3 separate regions of the Mus musculus genome follow, and regions 1 and 2 are each linked to region 3. A link is a contact called in public HiChIP or PLAC-seq and promoter capture Hi-C data. All regions are on one chromosome and are shown on one strand. Each heading gives the region's core, a stretch centred on a gene start, on an enhancer-like site or on the middle of the called end of the contact. The rest is flanking DNA. Distances are from core to core; before and after follow the strand shown.

Evidence for each region. HiChIP or PLAC-seq counts read pairs in DNA pulled down with a chosen protein or histone mark. Capture Hi-C pulls out chosen DNA fragments and counts their contacts.
Region 1: a FOXA1 HiChIP or PLAC-seq map of pancreatic cancer cells shows a contact between it and region 3. The contact joins the enhancer-like site here to the promoter of Trio in region 3. A contact is called at or near these places in 1 of 39 promoter capture datasets (pre-B cells), 1 of 484 Hi-C or Micro-C datasets (hematopoietic stem and progenitor cells), 2 of 115 datasets of contacts at active chromatin or transcription factors (memory CD8 T cells and pancreatic cancer cells) and 3 of 9 other capture datasets (adipose tissue, liver and pancreatic islet).
Region 2: a promoter capture Hi-C map of pancreatic islet shows a contact between it and region 3. The contact joins the promoter of Dnah5 here to the promoter of Trio in region 3. A contact is called at or near these places in 7 of 39 promoter capture datasets (the 3T3-L1 cell line, 3T3-L1-derived adipocytes, embryonic stem cells and 2 more), 3 of 115 datasets of contacts at active chromatin or transcription factors (bone marrow-derived macrophages, embryonic stem cells and memory CD8 T cells) and 3 of 9 other capture datasets (adipose tissue, liver and pancreatic islet).

The regions. Positions count from the first base shown.
Region 1 is chr15:27,820,621-27,825,575 of GRCm38.p6, forward strand. Trio (triple functional domain (PTPRF interacting)) reads right to left here. Exons shown (of 57, transcript NM_001081302.1): 30 at 3,361-3,551; 31 at 720-821. Among named protein-coding and RNA genes, the nearest start is that of Otulinl, 140 kb to the left of the region's middle. Within about 2 kb of position 1,656, at least 56 of the 459 cell types and tissues checked have an H3K27ac peak or open chromatin away from gene starts, as enhancers often do. A contact at or near this core is called in adipose tissue, liver and pancreatic cancer cells, where this site is marked.
Region 2 is chr15:28,200,370-28,205,079 of GRCm38.p6, forward strand. Dnah5 (dynein, axonemal, heavy chain 5) reads left to right here and starts at 3,397. Exons shown (of 79, transcript NM_133365.3): 1 at 3,397-3,666. The coding sequence starts at 3,610.
Region 3 is chr15:28,023,024-28,028,023 of GRCm38.p6, forward strand. Trio (triple functional domain (PTPRF interacting)) reads right to left here and starts at 2,825. Exons shown (of 57, transcript NM_001081302.1): 1 at 2,317-2,825. The coding sequence starts at 2,473.

The DNA of each region.
Region 1 (4,955 bases), core at 406-2,905, 200 kb before region 3:
ATTATCCAAACGCCTCTAATTATATTGAAATGTTTTAGTTTTGAATATATTTTAACAACCTTAAACTATAGAAAAATTTAAATGATCTAAAATGTACTTGTTGGTACACTTAATATTTTATGTGGTTTTTATGTCAGTCCTAACTAACAAGGGTCCCCAGTTGGGCCGTATGCATTCACTGGAAACAATCCATTGTGACCACAGGAGCAAAGATCTTAGAAACATCGTGGCTTCCATGTGGTCCCTTGGCTGTGAAAGAGTGCTGCTCAGATGAGCAACTCAGTTTCTGGAAATACTAAAGCAAGACTAGAAGACTCGCAAAGGAGATGCAGTAAGTCCAGTCATCCACCAGCATCTCACCACACTCGGGCTCCTTTCAACAGCTTGCAGATCATGAGCATCCCTAAACCATCTCTGGTATTTCCAGACAGACCAAGAAGACAGCATCTGAGTTTTCTAAAATATCGATGAGGTTATCGCATGAGACACCTTTAGAGTTCTTTGCAGTTCCTAGGAAGAGTCAGTATACTAAAAACAGTTTAAATTAAAAGTGAATGAGAGAGAGAGAGAGAGAGAGAGAGAGATTGATTTTTGGCTTCACCAATTCCATCAGAGAACAAAAAAGTCAAATAAAATGACCTGCAATCAGCAAGAAAAGCAGCTTACATCACCACAATAAACGTTCACACTGTAAGCCAATAAGCTGTAAATTGACGTACCTTAAGGACAATTTTATTATCTGAAGTTGGCGTCCTCCCCACCCACAGTGCAAATTTGCAAGGATCTCCTTCAACGTGTTCTGTGACACCCAACTCTGAGGTCTGCATAAAACACAATTAGATAATTAGACAACGGTACGATTTTGGTAGGAGTAGACATGGAAAGAGGACAGCCTCTGGTGGTTGGTGGCCATGTGAAACACTTAGTCCAGTGCTTCTTAATCTATGGATTACAACCACCCCCTTGGAGGTCAGATAACTCCTTCATAGGGGTCGCCTAAGAACACTGGAAAACAGATATTTACATTAAAATTCATAATAGTAGCAAAAATACAGCTATGAGGTAGCACCATGAATACTTTTGTGGTTGGGGTCACCACAGTGTGAGGAGCTGCACGAAAGGGTCGGGTCAGTAGAAGGTTGAGAGCCTTAGGAGGTAGGAGGAAAGCCGGGGTGGACACGCGCGGGACACACTGTTCCCACCCTGAGTACTTCTGGAGATTGCAATGCAGCTTCATCAGCAGGATGTGCTGAGGAAACAGCCCAACCTTAGACACAAGCACGGGCTTTTCCTAGTCCAGAGAGGCTCCCACAACAGACTCTGAGCATACCTTGACAGAGGGCAAAAGGGCTAAACTCTGACTTCATCTACATCCTTAACTTTTAGTATTTCATCATGAAAACCCTGCCTGTGGACATATCCACAACAGGGCATCCTCCCCCCATGATGGAATCCGCCCCATGCCTCTCCCTCCAGCAACGGAAGTGACTCACAGGTTGGAACTGCAGAGGCAGCCTTGGTAGGAATCTTATTTTTTTTAAAATATAAATTAAACTAAGATGTATCAGTTTTTAAAACACACAAGCTTGCCTCCAAGGTCAGATTAAAGCCAGCAGTAAAGTGGCTGCTGGCCAGGATGCACTTATTAATTTCCAGCTGGACAGTGACCTATCTGACGTAAGGCCACAGTGATCCAAATGATAATCACAACCAGGGGACCGGCCAAAGATGGTGGACTGAAAACCGTTACCAGGAATTTTCAGATTCCAGATTATTATTTAAAAAGTTTCTACGCTTGGGAGTCTCTATTCTTTGGAGAGTTTGATTGACACACAAAAATCCCCAAAATTTGTAACATTAAGTCACCTGACTATTAGATACCGAATAATATTTTAAAGAGAGCTGACAGAGAGAGATCTGTGTGGCACTCTGGTTCCTTTATGATGGTAAGCTTGCCTTTATGTTCACTGGTTCTCTCTGCCCAACTCTGCCCAGCAACCCAGTGCTGGCAGCCCTCTGAGCAATAGCCTTGAGAAAGGTCAAAGTGCAGGGGATAAGAGTTTGTCCTGGCTTGGCTTCCAGAAAGCAGGCATGGGCTGGACCCAGCCAGGGCTGGCTAATGAGGAATGGTAGCACAATAGTTCTGGGTGTGCGCCTCTCCCCAGAAACACAATGACGAGCCAAAATATATCGCTAGAACACTCCAAAGGCCTCTGCATGGGCAGGGCTGGGGAGTCTTTCAAATGCTATTTTTGATTACATATTTTTCTGTGATAATGCCATTTTGCTATTATCAAATTTTCAAAAATTTGTTCTTACATTTACTTTGCATAAATTAATTTCTAATGGAGAATAATTAAATCTTCGTTATTATGGATCTGTAGTGAGCGCAGCAAGTAAGGGAGCTTACATACGTTTTGATGTCTGTACTGGCTGGTTTTGTGTCAGCTTGACACAGGCTGGAGTTAGTTATCACAGAGAAAGGAGCTTCAGTTGAGGAAATGCCTCCATGAGCTCCAACTGTAAGGCATTTTCTCACTTAGTGATCAAGGGGGAAGGGCCCAGCCCATTGTGGGTGGTACCATCCTTGGGCTGGGAGTTCTGGGTTCTATAAGAAAAAAAACTGAGCAAGCCAGGGGAAGCAAGCCAGTAAGCAGCATCCCTCCATGGCCTCTGCATCAGCTCCTGTCTCCAAGTTCCTGCCCTGTGTGAGTTCCTGTCCTGACTTCCTTTGGTGATGAACAGCAATCTGGAAGTATAAGCTGAATAAACTCTTTCCTCCTCAATTTGCTTCTTGGTCATGATGTTTGTACAGGAATAGAAACCCTGACTAAGACAATGTTATGAATTAAAAAAATTAAATTGATATGAATCCTTGCTTAGGGTAGGACATCATCTATTTACACAGCAGCAGTTTTCAACCTGTGTGAGGGTTGCTCCTCCCACTGGGGTCACGTATTAGATATCCTGTATCTATATTTACATTATGATTCATAATAGTAGCAAAATTAGTTATGAAGTAGCAACAACAATGGTTCTATGTTTGGGGATCACCGCAGGAACTGTATTGGAGGGTCCCAGCATCAGGAAGGTAGAGAGCCACTGCCCTACAGTGTTTCTCCATCCTGCAGTGAGCAGCTATGGGCTCTAAGAACAGAATCCCCAAGCCCCAAGAGTATCAGTGTGCCCTCTAGTGGACTTGGCTTGCAGAGAAATTAGCTGATGAAGAGGAAATCACAATTCAGATTCACATTTCTGAGCATTTTAGGAGGAAGCTATAGGCAGCAGGCAGGAGGTTTCTGTCCTACAGGAAGGCTGCAGCTGCGGTCTGTGGACTCGAGCTCTGGACGCCATACTTACAAACAGCTTGCTTTTGTACAGGTACTTGCTTCTCCCGCTGGAGTCTTTCACTTCTTTACTAAACACCAAGGACATTTCAAAAAGGAAGAGATGCCGTTCTCGACCCTTCCGAATTAAGGTTTTCGGGTCCCACACTTGGAAGGACTCCTGCAGGATGAGCTCTCCCTGAGACTCAATGTTTTCGTCAAACCCTGCAACATGAAGCAAAAGCAGACCCGACTCAGAAGGCAGCACTGCCGGCTCGCCTGCAAATGCTTTCAACGTGGCTCCACGCTCACCACCCGCCCTCCTAACAAGGGAGAGCTCTTCCTAAAATACTACTTTGCATGTATTTCCCCAAGTTCAAACATTTTCAGGGGTTCCTCATAACTTCCTTCTCTACTTTCCACTCCTATCTGTTGGCTCCCAACATGAGATCTGGTTTAAGTCCCATCTGCTTGTCACTGAATCACGCACGGCCTTTGCTCAGGCGATCACTCCCCCTGACCAGAGTGCCTCCAGTGTACTGCGCACCCCAGCCTCTGATTCTTTTCCTCTGTTGCTGAAATGCCCCTCTCAGACTCTGTTCAGGCCCCAGCCTGGTGGAGCCAACTTTACTAACCCATTTTCTGGGAGTCTGGAATCCTCTGCACGTGGATCTGCCTAGACCGGGCACATGGTGGCCTCCCTGACTATTCTTTCCTTACAATGTGGCCACCAGGACTTAGCAAAGTGGCTCCTGGGTGGAAGCTGCTCTCTCCCTTCTTTTCTGTCTCTTTACTATAAACTTCCACTGAGCCATCTTATGTAAGTTCATCACTCGCCTGTCCCTTCACAGTGAGGAAGAGCTAGGCATCCTAACCCTGGGCAAATGAGAAAATGAATGTATACAGCTAGTAGGGTTCCCTACCCACAGGCTCTTGTACTTGCTGTGAGGTGGAATATGAATGTGGTCCTGCAGGACCTATTCAAGTAGGAAAATACATAGGACAGAAATGAGCCAGAACATAGCCCTTCCCTCTGATGACATCATGAAGAACAGAGGAAGAACAACGAGGATTGCTGGATCTCTGAGTCTCTATTACAGAGTGGCATTGAGTCCTGACTAATAAATTTCTTGATGGTACCAATGACCTGGCATAAACTAGCAAAAGCATTTGGGATGGGCCCTTTGCATTGCTAACCTCGGCAGTGCAGAGGCAGCTTTACTAAATAGAAACATTCGTGCAAACTGGAATTACTACAATCCCTGTTGGATACATTTGTCTCATTTCTGTTCACCATGTTACACACTACATTCAACTGCTTCAGCAGACAACTGAGTTGTGCAAACATCTAGCAATGGCTATGGAAATGGGGAAGTAACAAGATCTTCTATATCCTCGGGTCTATAACCAGTGCGTTCATTCATCATTTACACCTCTGTTAGCAGGAAACCCAGGCAGCATTAAACAAGACTTAAGTGCTCCTGGAGTGTACAATGGCACTGCTGTTACCAAGTCCAGAAAGTGATAGTCGATTCACACAGCATCAGTGATGGTGCTGTGATAGTCGATTCACACAGCGTCAGTGATGGTGCTGTGATAGTTGACTCACACACAGCATCAGTGATGGCG
Region 2 (4,710 bases), core at 2,147-4,646, 180 kb after region 3:
CTCTTTCTCTCTTTCTCTCTTTCTCTCTTTCTCTCTTTCTCTCTTTCTCTCTTTCTCTCTTTCTCTCTTTCTCTCTTTCTCTCTTTCTCTCTTTCTCTCTTTCTCTCTCTCTCTCTCTCTCTCTCTCTCTCTCTCTCTCTCTCTCTCTCTTTCTTTCTTTCCTTCTTTCTTTCTTTCTTTTTTTTGACAGGGTTTCTCTGTGTAGCTCTGACTATCCTGGAACTAGCTCTGTAGACCAGGCTGTCCTTGAACTCACAGAGCTCTTCCTGCCTTGGCCTCTCAAGTGCTGGGATTAAATGAGTGCACTGCCTCTGCTGCCACCACTACCCGATATATATATATTTGGTTTTTTGAGACAGGGTTTCTCTGTTTAGCCCTGGCTGTCCTGGAACTCACTTTGTAGACCAGGCTGGCCTCGAACTCAGAAATCCGCCTGCCTCTGCCTTCCGAGTGCTGGGATTAAAGGTGTGCGCCACCATGCCTGGCTATATTTTTATTTCTTAAGAGCTGTGATTTTGGAATGCATGATCAAATTTGAGAATGTGAAAGTCAGCGCCTTTTTTTTTTTTTCCCTGAGTGTGGAATAACTGTGCATATTACAGTTAATTTTTAAAGGTTGGTTTACTTTTCTTTGTGTGTATGTGTGTCTATATGTGTGAGTATAAGCCACGCACATGCATGTGTGGGGAGGTCATGGAGGCCAGAGCAAGGCATCTGATCCCTTGGAGTTACAGGTGGTCTAAGATATGTAATGTGGGTGCTGGGAGCTCAACTCAGATACTCAGGAAGAATAGCAAATGCTTAAGGGCTGAGCCACCTCTCCAGTTCCACAATTAATAGTTTGAATAAATTTGTATTTTATTAGTGGTTTCATCTGTAACATGTAGTTCAATGTCTGACCTCATGAAAGACACACAGAAACATTTGTTGGATAAGTGAATGATTAAAGGTGAAATGTCACACGTTTTCTGAAGGTATTTGGATTTCCGGATGAAGTCTTCTGCCTGGATGTGACCATTTCCTGTTTCTGTCTTCCCATCATGCCTAGCACAGGATTTTTGTATGGCTAACCATTTTCAGCCTTCAAGACACATTTTTATATATTGCCTGGTGGAATGTGCTTGTAGAAAAACCTTCCTGACTTTGCTATTGGTAAATGTTGGATACCTCTCTTCCAACTATCAGAAATATAAAGAAGTGTGCCTTGAGAGTGGGTAACTTGGTTGTACATTTGCTCTGTTTGTTCTACTTAATGGCAGTTCTCAATGAGTCTCTTTCAGGTTCAGGGACCCTTAAGAAGATCCCTCAAGGCACCAGCCTTATTCTACTGAGCTTCAAAGGGGTCGAGCTTGAGCTGCAGTGGCTGAAGACTCTGAGGTTTGCCATGAAACCTCAGGAGAGTTGAGGGCATATACGCCAAAACACAAATGAATGGTATCAGTCAGGTGTAGAAAATTTCCCAAGAAGTAATGGCCCTAGGCGATCACATTGTGAATAGCTGCTGCTGAGACGTGGGTGGCACCTCATTTACACTGGTTAAGCATATCTAGTGAGCGATGAGCATGGCTCACCGGAGCCTTACTTCTCTCCTGAGGGTCACATGTTGACAATGTTCTCGGGACTAATCTGAACTGCTTAGCAGGGACGATCAGACTATCTTGTCTTATTCTGTGTCTCTCCTGTGACCTGTGGCCACCGTTCACAATTATAACAACAAACAGCTGCTTACCAATACACAGAGGTTGATTGAAAATTATCTTTATATCTCACGTATAGTGTGCGCTTCATTTGCCTGAGGCTCTATGTTAAGTCTGCCGTGACCCCGGATGTATTCACACACCATGTTGGCTCAGAAGATGACACTCCCAAATGTACAGCTGTGAAGTTTAGAGTGAGAACCCGTGAAGAGCCGCACATTCAGGGAGAGTTTTCTTTCTCCTTATCTATCTTCAAGTCCACATAGTCCAGGAGACATTATTTGCTGCAAGTGCTTTCCTCAGCCATCCCAGCAGGAAGAGGAAACACATGCAAATGGCAGGCAGGAGTGATGGCTACCACAGGGGCATTACCCCAAGGCATTGTCTGTTCTTTGAGTCAATTCATCTCCGTGAAAAATAATCTACTCTTCCGATAAAATTGCTCAATACTTTTTTTTCTCTCCTCAAAGAAGAACAGATGTAAGCTTCTAAATCTTACTGAACTGCTGGGCACCTGGGTGATTCCCGTGTGTGCAATACTCTGCATGGCTTCTCCCTTGTCAATCTGTCTACTGCCTTTGTCAGATTCAAACACTGAACTTCCAAGGGAAAATAGAGAGTTCTTCTGTGCCTATACTTCTGACTTTAAATATGCTTTTGTTATTTGCTTGCCATCAGTATTCAACACCAAATATCTGTATCCATATTAACACTACAAATGGAGGCCACACCCTAACTGGCTGATGGCTAGGTGAATTGATTGTCCTGATATCAAGGTAGTGCCCTGGTTGTCAATTCTGTTTCTGATGAGGTTGAATAGCAGGGGACTCCTCAATTTCCTGATGATCTTTGAATAATCCGAAAAGGATTTATTTACTAGATTTTATTTTACGTTTTAATTTTTTTGAGATAGAGTTTCTCTATGTAGCTGTAGCCATCTGGAACTCCTCTGTAAACCAGGCTAGCCTGGAACTCACAGATATCGGCCTCTATCTCCTGAGTGCTGGGATTAAAGGTGAGCACCACTGCTGCCTAGCTAACTGCTGGATTTTTAATCCCAAGGATCCAATGAAATGGACCTTAAATTCTGCCATTTGTGTGCTTTGATGGGAGGGTTGTAGGTGAGAGGTCTCTCCCCATCCGTCGGTGCGGAGAGGAAGATCTAGATGTTTAGGCTTATGGAATGCAATGCTTTGCTTTCCATGCTTGGGCGGCCGTGTGAACAGGAGTAATTTATGGACACCATTTGCCATTTGCATATGAAATAGGCTGCTTGTTCTTTATGGGAGAGGAAATGGCTCCTTTGGGTCACAATTAGCCTATCAAGCAATTAGTCACAATTAGTCACCATGCTGGCAGTTAATTGTGCACACAAAGTTGTTTAGACAAAGTAAGACTGAATTTCCTAACTCGAGTAATATATCCAGAGCTGTGACTTGTCTGCCTTCTGCTTTGATCAGGTTTAAGGTTTCTTATTGTTCAGAGAAATAATTTAAGCTCCTTTATTGACTCAAAGCTTATTGTTGGGCAGTGTATGGAATGGAACATTAGAACTTGTGGTTGCAACCAAGCAGTTAAATTGCTTTCTCTTGTTGCTAAACATGATTAAGAGGCGTGCTTAAACGGCACAGCATGGAAACAGTATTACCCTAACAACGAAGGACCACAGAATCGAGGAAAGGCCCCAGGGCAGAGACTCAGGGAAGGATATATGAGCATCGCAGATGGACTGACTTCTCGCCTCAGTTCTGTGAATATCGAGAGTCACCCACATGCATGAGAAGCAACAGCGCGATGCTGTGACCCTCTTAGAGTCTTTGCCTGTGATATTCCACTGGAGGATGAACAGCTCTCTTGGTAGTTAGAAGACCATTCTGGAGGAGCTGACTTGGGGCCATCCCAGATTGCTGGGATGTTTAGGATCGGCAGACGACAACTCTGGAAGCAGAGTGTCACCCGAGTTCTGACGGTAAGGAGCTGGCGTAAACACCTCTAATGCCAGGTAGAAAAAGACCTGACACAACTTCAAATCTATAGTCAGGTGAATCTGTGAAAAAGATGTTTGTTCACTAAGTCTCTGACGTGCTGCATGCATTGGTATTTCACATGTAAAAGGAGAGCTGTGACTTTCGACTTTACTGCAGATTTCTGCCCGAGAATAACTACATGTAGCCATTTATGAGTGATCCTTAGGAAAGATGTTATTCTAGGGTGGAAAATGTTTGGGTTGGTAGTTTGGGCTTTGTATATTCCTTAAGGCCTGTAAACTTTTGCTGGCTATTAGATATGGTTAAGGCAGATTCTAGGATACAATGTATTTTAGGATCTTTGACACCTCTCAAATCTAATATTTGTAGAAATGAGGTCATGGACCTGGAGATAAAGGGACAAGAATCCTCTTCCCCACATGGGGTCCTTCTCAGCTGCTGCATGCCAGCTGCTCACAGGGAGGACCTTGAACCTTCCACTGCCAGTCTGTGCCAAAGCCTTCCCCTCCAACATTACTCTATTGCTTCTTGCCAGGCATGGTCAAGGATCCTTATGTCTGAGTACTCGTGGGTGGGGTCTCCTTCAAGTAGTCATGGACAGACCTAGCCTAGTGTGACAGAAAGATGGGCATTCCTATCTTGAAGCAGCTAGACAGAGTTTAGTAGGTTACAAGACGGATTTTGCAACAGATGATCCACATCTGGCCGGAGGCCTGTTTGTTCTGCCAATAGTTGCTTCCACTGGACCTTGCAAGTATTCAGAGTGCACTTGTCATGAGCCAGTGTTTGTCATAGGCTCTGTGGTAGAGCAGGGAAATGGGCAGATACTCAAATGGGGCCACAAGACAACAAGTCACAAAGATTAAGTCAACAATCCCAGGAACGAGCTATACTAAATTAAAACTTGGGAACAAGCCAGATGACACCTGCTGAGCCATCTTACCAACTTATGATTTGTTTATTGAGGCTGGGTCTCTATCCCAGGCTGGTCTTGAACACCCTATGTAACCAAGAGTGTGACTTTG
Region 3 (5,000 bases), core at 1,575-4,074:
AAGAAGCAAGAAAGGGATAAACAGAAGAGGGGACCAAATAACTACAGCTACAGGACTGAGAAGGAAAAGGTAAGCAATAGAACGTGCCCTGAGGACCAGGCTCAGGGACCTTGGAGAAGGTGCCTTGCCTCCCAGTCAACAGGGACGGATTTTCCCTGTCTGCACATCCTGAAGACAGAAGAGATGGATCTGACAACTCCTCCTTATTCACAGTCAATCAAATCTTTCCAGGAGGGCTCCTACCTGAACTGATCTCTTTCCAGGAGGTCTCCAACCAAGGCCACCCTTAAAACCATGATGTCTATGCTTCAAACTGACCAGCCCCTAGGTATCCTCTGCTAGACACACCAGCCTACATGCCAACCACTGAGATCTGGGGCAAGGATTCAGAGTGGAGGGTGAAATGAAATTCTAAAGGGGGATGGGACAACTCTGAAACCAACTGAAAATCTGCGCTGGCTCCTTCAAGTCACTTTGGAGGTGGAATAAAGGAAACAAGGCAGTAAGCGGCTTTACCTGATCAGGAACTCTAAAACGAACGAGCTACCCAGGACTACGAACAGTAAGAGCAGAGCCCAGAGTGAAGAGAGGCAATCAAGACCAGCATGTCTTTGGAGAATCTTGGAAACAAGTCATTCCTGAACTGTGCATTAAGCCATAAGGGGAAAAAAAAAATCCACCTCTAGGACGCAAGAACATTGGGAAGATGAATTCTGCACAAAACCATTTAGTCTGTGACAGGTGATGGAAAAAAAGAAAGAATGGTGGCTTTGGGCCATGCCTCCAGCCAGTCACACACTAAAAAATAAATAATACATTGTTAAAAACCGTTAAAGCTTTCATTTGAAGGAGTTCATGTCTTTCTAAACCTCAGCTTTCTACAAGGCCCTCACCGGAGAGGGAGAGCTGGAAAGAGCACACTAAACCCAAGTTGACACAGTCGAGACGGAACGTGTCACTTCTCTTCATAACCAATCGGTTAAGACGAATCAAAAATAACCCTGCCAGACAAAGATCAAGAAGACAGAACTAAACCAGGTGTCTAACGGCCCAGAAGTTATCTGCCTCGCCCAAGGCTGGTCGCTTCAATTGCTAGCTCCTAATGACCTGGACTGCGGCCCTGATCTCTTCCAGTTTGGGACCTGACTTTGAAAGAGGCCACTGAGACCCTGAGCTGTCAGCCTCCCGCGCTCACCCCGGTGCAGGCCGCTCACCAGACCCCGAGGCTCTCCGTCCTCCCGGAGGCGGGCAAACAGCCTCCCCGCGCCCTCCCTGGCCCGCCCGTCCGTCCGGATCCTGACCTGGGCCGCCCTCTCTGGCTCTCCAGCGCGGAGTCTGCATCCTCACTCCCAAGCCTGGCCGGCCAGGGACTGCTCTCCGAACTGCAGGCCCCCGGCCGCCGCTGCCCTCCGCCGCCTCCCGGACGCGCAAGCAAACCGGACTGCACGCAGGGACGCGCGGACGCGAGCCGGGCTCGCGCGGGATCTGGGCCGGGCCGGGCTTGGAGGAGGCGCCGTTACCGGGGTCCCCGGGACGCCCCGTCACGCCCCCTGCGCAGCACACCAGCGCCCCTCCCGCCCGCCGGGCTCCGGGCTAGCCTCCTCCTCGGCCACCTCCGGCTCGCCAGAGCGGACCCTAAACTGCCCCTCACTGCCTCCAGGTCCACGCCACCCACGCAGTGCCCGCCAGCCCTGGTCCCACGCCTCTCCCAAGGGCCACCACGGTCCCAGATGTCCTTCCCGGGCCTCCCCCAGAAACAATGGCTCGACCCGACCGCCGCCTCAGCTCGGCCACCGTCCTCGGTTCCTGGGCTGAGGTGCGATGGCTGCCCCGTTTCACAGAACCGTACACCAAGGCTGGATGACAGGCTAGAGCCCCGAGTCGGGACACTCGCTGATAATGGGGTTGGTGGTCCAGCTACCAGCGGCCCAAAAGCTATTACAGGGCAGAGCTGCTGTCCCCGGTCCCGGTGAGCTCGTCCTCCGGGACACCGGCCTCCGCCCACGCCGTCCCCGCCGCCGCCTCCTCGGCCCTCCAGCAAGAGACAAAGAGCCGGCGCCCCTACCCGCGGGGCCGTGGCCGCTGAAACGGGAGGCCGAGGGGTGTCTAGCCTGGCACGAGGGGCGAGCGCCGGGAAAGCGAGTGAAGGCGCCCGGGACGAGCCGCAGCACAAGGGCGGCGTGGGTAACCTGACACGCCGGCGTGGATCGCAGAGCCCCGATGCGGCGACAGGGACGAGAGCGCGCAGGGCTATACCGGGCCGGAGATCCGGGCGCGCCGGGCCGGCCGAGCGCGCGGGGCAACCGCGGTACTCACCGGATCGGAAGAAGGCCGCGATGTCGGCTAGGTCCTTGGCGGCCTCCTCGGCGCCCTCGCCGGCGCCGCCCCCGCAGCCGGAGCCCGCCGCGCTGGCCGCTGCCGCGGGGCCGGAGGACGCGGCCGGGGCGGTGGCACCGCCGCTGCTGCCGCTCATGGCTTCGGCGGCGGACGAGCCCGCCTCGGGCCCCGCGCCCCTAGCTCCGCGCACCCAGCCGCCTGCGCCTGGCCTGGCGGCGCCGAGCACCCAGCTGCCCGCGCCCGGCGCGCGGACGCACAGCCCCGGGGCGGCGGGCGGCGGCGGCTCGGCCCGAGGAGCGCGCCCACATAGACGAGGACACCGCCCGGGAGCCGCGAGCCTGGCGCGGAGCGGGCGCGCGGAGCCACGGCCTCGGCGTGGCCGGCCGGGGCACGGGCAGCGGCGCGGACACGCGAGGGCGGGGGCCGGGGCTGCGAAGCTCCGCGATCACGAACGCCGGCGGCAGCAGCGAGCCTCCATCTTGCTTTCCGACGGGGAAGGAAGGAGGGGGAGGGAGAAATCACGGCCGAGGGAGCCCGGGTGAAAGGAAAGGGAGAGCAGGGAAAGGAGAGGAAGGAAAAAGAGGGGCTTCGGGAATTTCCGGAGAGCTTCGTTAGCGGCCGGAGCGTGGGCTCGGCTGGTGGGCGGGGCCTTTTGTGGGCGGGTCCTGGAGGGGCGGAGCCGCGCCTGGGAGCCCGGAGGGCGAAATGGAGTGGCTGAGAGAGAACGTGGAGCGGGCCAGGTCTCCTCCTCCAGGGCTGCTCCAAACCTGGGAGGAGCAGGAACAAGTGTGACCGAGCCACACTGGCCTTCCAGGACGGGCACTGCGCCCCCTGCCAGGACTCTCGCGCCTGCACTGCAAGCGGTCCTAGCGCTGGAGCGTTTTCATTATTATTTATGTCACCCGCGGGGCCGAGCGACCAGGATATGGAGCTGGTGTGGCCTTCGCAGGCACAGCGCTGTCACTGGCATGTAGAAGGGGCGGGATAATTGTTGAATGAGCAGAGAGGCAGTGAAAACAGATTATCTGCTCTAGTCTACCGTCTCCTTGTATGTAAAAAGCAGGCGCGAGAGAGGGGGTGCTTGCGGGGAATCCCCATCTCCCAAGTGTGCTGGGTCCTCAGGCTACCCAGATGTAGTGGGAAGATGATGGAGGCAGGGGAGACCAGAGGAAAGGGACTTTTAAAGAAAATGTACGTTAAATCAGATGTGTGGAATATCAAATTCTGCTTTATGTCACGGCTGCAAGATGAGTGCAGTGAAGGAATGGGCGCCGGGTAATTGAGAATCACATGCAGGAGAAAACAGATCAACAAATTCCATCAAACTACACCCCGCACCTATGTTTAACGGGAGAACGATGATTAAGTGACCACCAGATCTTTTCCCCTTGGCAGTCTCAGACAAGCAAGGGAAAAGGGCTAGAAGGCTTGGTTTCGGTCAGGATGAAGTTTGAAGACACCCATAGGAATTTGTGTTCACCTTGCAATAGGTGTGTGTAAAGATCTACAGCTGTGTGCTTATATTTTGGACCGCATGATAGTACATATGCCTGTATTTTCTTGCTCTGTCAATTAATTGGCCCTGGAAACACCTAGCGTTTTGATGACTGTCTCTCTGCCTCTCATGTGTGCCTGCACGCACTATCGACATTTGTGTTTTGGGTCTGTGTTTATATGAATACAAGAGGTAGGTACCCAGTGTCTAACTCAGTCATCCACTTCTCACCTTAGTTTTTTTGGAGCAGAGTCTCTCACTGAATCTGGAGTTCCTTGGTTAGTTAGACAGTTGACTAGCAATACATAAAGATCCTCCCATCTCTGCCTCCCTAGTGCCCAAGCTGCAGTAAAAAGCTGGAATACCGAGGAACTGAATTCAGGTTCCCATGCTTGCAGAGTAAGTATTTTACCACAGATGGAGCGTTTCTATGGTTCTCAGATCTTGTTTTTAATACTTTCCTCCAATTAAAGGAATTCAGGCTCTTTGGGAAAATGGGTGATTCTGGTAGTGGGGCAGGAAGTATTTAACATGAGCACCCTGTTGTGCCAGAAGGTAAGGAAATGACTTCCCAAGGGGGGGGGGGGGAAGCAGCACAGAAAAAGATTACCCAGGACACAAAGGAAACAGTCGAAAGAGCTCTTCATGGCCCAAGCCAGAACAATTTCAGAAAGACAACATAGCACTGTTTGATTACAAGCAAAAAAAATAAATAAATATTTTTGAGTCCATACTGATGTAAAGGAATAAGCAAATGGGGTAGAAGTGACAAAGGCAGAAGTACAAGTAACTTAGGTAGAGATTGTCCCGAGTGAGACAGAGCAGAACTCCCCTCTCGCAGGGTACAGGCTGCACACTACCTTCCAAAGAGAACAAAACTGGTAAGGAACTTTCTAACAGAGAAACCATTACTCTGCCCCAGCCCGTTGATCAAGGTGAACTTAAGAATCAGTAAGTCACCTTGACACTGTGTTCTAGATATAATAAAAGTGGCAGTGTTCCTCCCTGTGCCTCCCCTCCAAAACTCCAAGCTCCAAATGAAGATAACAGCATCCTATGAATGAGGCACTTCCTATAAATTACCTCACCAGCACTCTCCCAGACTTTCAAGGTCAGCAAAAATAAGAAAAGGCAAACAGATAGTTGTAGAATGCTGCGAGAACCATGG